Regions from separate parts of the Lactuca sativa genome. Here region 2 is linked to region 1. A link is a contact called in public Hi-C data. All regions are on one chromosome and are shown on one strand. Each heading gives the region's core, a stretch centred on a gene start, on an enhancer-like site or on the middle of the called end of the contact. The rest is flanking DNA. Distances are from core to core; before and after follow the strand shown. Region 1 holds the start of LOC111904010 (BAG family molecular chaperone regulator 2). Region 2 holds the start of LOC111904013 (serine/arginine-rich splicing factor RS40).

The links. A called contact is a pair of places that touch in the nucleus more often than the background predicts.
Region 2: a contact with region 1 is called in a Hi-C map of bud, with 8 times the contacts expected there. The contact joins the promoter of LOC111904013 here to the promoter of LOC111904010 in region 1. A contact is called at or near these places in 3 of 4 Hi-C or Micro-C datasets (bud, leaf and seed).

The regions. Positions count from the first base shown.
Region 1 is chr8:11,331,994-11,334,693 of Lsat_Salinas_v11, reverse strand. LOC111904010 (BAG family molecular chaperone regulator 2) reads right to left here and starts at 1,303. Exons shown (of 3, transcript XM_023899789.3): 1 at 733-1,303; 2 at 240-643; 3 at 1-153. The coding sequence starts at 970.
Region 2 is chr8:11,837,338-11,840,037 of Lsat_Salinas_v11, reverse strand. LOC111904013 (serine/arginine-rich splicing factor RS40) reads left to right here and starts at 1,252. Exons shown (of 6, transcript XM_023899793.3): 1 at 1,252-1,391; 2 at 2,008-2,118. The coding sequence starts at 2,013.

The sequences.
Region 1 (2,700 bases), core at 54-2,553:
CACCGTAGTTGGTGTAAATTTACGCCTAGATTGGTGGCCGTTGGTGGTCGCTGGTGGTGTCGGTGGCGGTGGTTGCTGCTTGGGTACTTGATTCCTTGCGTTTTTCACCTTCATAACGTCCAGAGTTTCAACGTATCTCTGAACTCTTTCCACCTATAAATTTCACAATATGTACATATTTATCCAAAAATCAAGAGAAAATTAAATTGTCAATTAAGAATTAAGAATTAAGAAGTAACCTGTTTTTTCTTCTTCAAATTTACATCGCCGTCGATTTTAATTTCATCTAATTTAATCAGTTGATTCATCAATAACTCGATCAGATTCGATACCATCTTCTCCGCCACGTTTCCTCCTTTAGAGATAACGGATTCAAGCGCCGACAACTGGCCGGCGAGTCTATCGACTTCCAGGCTAATCTCCGATAACAATTTAGCCGCCTTTTCAATTTTGGCGTTCTTTCGAGCTTCGAGATACCTTTTCTCTTTGCTTATTGCGTCTTCTTCCAATACCATTTTTGATTTATCTTTTACTCCGACAACATCGAGATACGTTTTCGAGGCCCTTTCTTTATCTTTATATATGATCTTTTGATCTTCATGGTGTAATCCGGTCGGACCGGTTAACATCTTCTTCAATTCTCCTGTAACAAAACCCAATCGTAAATTGAATTTGGGGATACACTAATTCCATTGTCACACACTAACTAACTGTAATAGCTTTTATTATTACCAAATGTTGCTTGAGAACTGATAATCATTTCGTGGTATATTGACATGTATTTGACCCGAACTCGAATGGTTGGTGGAGGAACGCGGGTTTGTACTTCATTCGGGTCTCGCTTCTGAACCAGCATTCCTCCCGGCCGGACCTCCAATTCGTCTTCATCGCCGCCGTCTCTTGTGGCTGAGACGGCTGAGCTCCCTTTCATGGAAGTCAACTCTGTTGTTTTAGTTCTCATACGCATCATCGTTGACTCAGATTCACCGGAAAATAAGCAGGGAGGAACTCAGATCAAAGCATTGACTTTGCGAAGATCTTGATGGTGTCATATATAACAAAACCCATTTCGGACAAAAAGAAAAATAAAAGAAAAAAAAATACACACACACAAAGAAGTTTAGACAAATTTTAGATCTACTTTGAAACACAAAACGAATGTAGATGGGAATATAAGGAAATGAATAATAATGGTGGGATTTAAAAAAAAAAAAAAGATTAAATCTTCTATTCTATTATTCTGGAGAAGTGTAGAGGGTAGAGATGAAAACTAAATGAAAATGAATGGACAACGAACAGAACACAGAGTGTGTGTGTATATATATATATATATATATATATATATATATATATATATATATATATATATATATATATATATATATATATATATATATATATATATATATATATATATATATATATATATATATATAGACAATTATATATTTTTGTATTTATATATTTATTGGAGTCAGTCAGTGTCTTCGTTTTTTTTCAAGAAATAAGAAAATGTGCTAATTAAAATATAATATGCACTCATTACTCATGAGAAGCCGCCAAATATAGTGTTTCTCGCCTCTCGGTAAAATTGAGGCAACTTGGTTCTTCCTGTCCAACCAAAACTTTTTTTCTTTTTACCATTTTTCTATTTTTTTTATTGGATTGGATGTTTGTAAGATTGTAATATTCTTAAATCTACACCAAAACTTACGCAGCTTTTGTATTTGTCCTTTCTTCTTAAAAGCTTGAACCTTCAATCAAACAACTGTAGCTTTTAAGAGTTTTATGAAGTTTTTAGTTTTAAATTTTTATAAAAAAAGGAAACCCGATAAAAAAAAACTTTGTAAGAGATTTTAATTTTAATTTTGAACAAAAAAACTTTTAATCCAAAAATACTTCAAATGATTTTTAATACCTTTTATTTTTACTTTTTCTAGTTTTATAGTCTTTTGTCGAATGTTTATATACAGATAAAACTATAGTTTTAGTTTTTAGCTGTCTAACTTTCAACTTATTTTGCTAAACATGTTTATAAATGTTATAAAAAATACCATAAAAAATATGCTTGAAGTTATTTTTGGTCACTTAAGTTGTGTTTAGTTACGAAAAACATTTTTTATTTTCTATTTTTCACTTTCCCATTTTAATTTTCGTTTCTTGTTTTCAATTTTAATTGGAAAATTTGGAAACTTATTCATTTTTTATTTTCAGTTTTAGAAAATTAGAAAACGTGTTTAATATACATGTATATTTCATTTTCATTTTTCATTTTAAATTAAAACTTATTCATTTTTCATTTTTTTTTCTTCAGAAAACGGCTCATTTTCCTGCAACTAAATGTAACCTTAACTTTTGGTTATGTGTTCATTTGACCACTTACTCATTTTAAGTTTTAATAGGTTATCAAACTTTTAAATTTGTGTCAGAATGATCATTAAACATTTTTTTGATCATTTAACTTTTGGGTTTGTGCTTATTTGGTTATTTTTTCATTTTTAAAAGTTATTTATACTTCATTTTTATAACTTTATTTTAAAAGTTTAGTAACTAAATGAGTACAATTTCAAAACTTATATGAGTAAACGAGGATAAAGCCAAAAATTAAGTGACCAATCAAAAGTTTAATGATCATTGCAACATAAATTTACAATTTCATTGACTTTTTAAAACTTGAAATGAGTTAAGTGACCAAATGTA
Region 2 (2,700 bases), core at 3-2,502, 510 kb before region 1:
ATTTTTTTAGAGGGAAACGAACTTTCGATTTTGTTCACATTTAGTCACTAAACTTTTTTTCATTATCTATTTGCCACTGAACTATTGAAACTGTTCACATTTTACCCTTATGACCGGTAACAACCGGTCATAAGGGTAAAATGTGAACAATTTCAATAGTTTAGTGGCAAATATATAACAAAAAAAAGTTTAGTGACTAAATGTAAACAAAACCGAAAGTTCGTTACTCTTTCAAGTCATTATCCCTTATTTTAATCATAAAAGTTTTATATAGACGTAACAGGTAAATGGACTATGCCGCAACCCATTATTGTTTTAACATTAAATTATGATAATTTTACTTGCATTTTAATATCAATCAATTATAAGTTTATAACTAAAAGATATAACTATTGTCAATTCATTTTCTTCTGCATCTTGTATAAATGTTGGCATTTAAAAATGGTTTTGGTTAGTCATCTTTATAGGATGTTATAGGATTGTTGTTAACTAATAAAAGCATCAACAAATGTCAATCATTCTACTACACGGATTATACGACATATCTACCTAACTATTTGTGTTTCAAGAAAATAACTTGAAGTCTATCATAATTGAGACCAAGTTGTTGAGAGAAACCTTGAGCCAATGGACATACCTTTATATAACTTAAGTTTTCTACCGCTATCAAGCTTGTGACAAAATATCCAATGACATGTCGGGGACAAAAAGTTCCCACATGCCACAAATGGTTTGTTTTGGATGTCAAATTTGTTACATGTTACTTAATGTCATTTGTCAAGTAAGAAAGTTGGGGGAGATCTAAGCCCAAATAAAATTTGTAAAAAACAAAGTTCAAATATATGTTTAAACCCACCCTAAAATTGATCTATTTTTATTGATGTATATTGAGATAAAAAAGATAAAATCATCATATTTTGTTTTATTTAGAAATGTGACTTGTATTTTATTTCATTAAAGAGAGTAAAAGTAAACTTTATTAGTATAAAAATAAAATGTTGATGAAATTTTAAAAGATTGGTTATACTGTTAAAAATATAATATAATACACGTATTATATTGTCTATATTTTTTTTAATATTCAATTTTTTTGATATTCTATAATATTTTAACAAGAGTTTTTTTAATAATGTTAGTAAAAAAACAATTTGTTTTATTTAAATTATTTTACTAAATCATACATATGAAACCACTCAAGGGGTCAATTCTGTGAAATTCAGTTTTAACGAACCAATATTGCGTATATCATGAAGATAGGGGAAGTTAATGTAAATTCCGTACTATATATAGAAACTCGAGCAACCTTGCCGTCAATACACCAAGATATTTTTATCTTCATCGGTCTCATCTATTCTCTGCAGATTAGGGTTTTGCTCTTTCCCATTTTGAAGGTAACACCTCATCTGTAGAATTAGTCCTCGATTGATCTAAGAATTTGAATTATAATTTGTTGCTTAACGTGCTAGTTATTGTCAGCTTCTGTTATATATCTGTATTATTGTATATAATTGGATCTGATGCTGTTTTGTACATCAACATTGTGCTTTTGAATCCGCGTTTAGTTATATGTTTTAAATCAACGTACTCTTTTCATGAATGTCTAGATCTAGAAATTTGTTGGTTGGAGATGTTTATTTTTGTTCTCCGTTGACCTGCCTGTTGCTGCGATCTTCTTTTGATTCCATTTCATTTTGACGTAATGTATTGCTTGTTATTAATGATTTCAATAGCTTGCTATTTTGTTTAGATTCTTGTTGGTCGGTTGGTGGTGAAGGCGAATCTATCATGCATATATCATTGATTAATATAATATTATCTGCTTGTAGTACACTATCTGTAGTTTCTTTGTGATAATTAGACATCAAATACTCATACAGGTCGCGTATAGTTGAAGGAAAATTGAATTTTTGGATGTCTATTTTGGGATAATCTGATGTACATGTGTATTTGGGATATCATTGTGTAGCTTTATCAATCATTCTTATCAAACTGTCTGTTTTTTTGAAGGTAAAATGAGGCCCATATTCTGTGGGAACTTCGAGTTTGATGCAAGACAGGGTGAACTGGAGCGTCTCTTTAGAAAATATGGAAAAGTTGATCGGGTGGATATGAAGTCTGGTAATTTTGGATTGTTATAATCTATCTGCCCTTATCTTGTTTCCTTTTTGTTTACTCAAGTTATCACTATTTCTGTTTACATGTGCTATCTATAAGTTCTAAAGATTATTGTTTTCCATACCAAATACCTAAGAAAATCTTTTAAATTGTAATCTTGGTGATTGGGGGGATTTTTTTTTTCTTTTTACCTACGATTTCTATGCCATTTGTTGGTAAGTAAGATTGGCAAATGTGATACATACCACGTCATGAACGGGTGGCAAGACTTGCAAACGAAAGATCATCATCACCATGTTGTGGAGAATCCTACCTGGATGACAGATGGCACAAATTGAGTGACTCAGCGAGCTGCACTGCCTTCTTTTTTGAGTTGTTATGGGGTGACTAGATGTGTTTAAGAAAAAGAAGAGAATAAAAATTATTGAAGTGTAAAACCCCCATACTCAAATAGTTCTTTGGCGCAGGATTTCTCCGACTACACCTGGCTGATGGATGATCATTCGCATTCCATTTCCAGGCCATGACGGGCTTCCTCTTCTTCTTTCTGAGAAGAGCCATTCCGATTCCGATTCCGATTCCGAT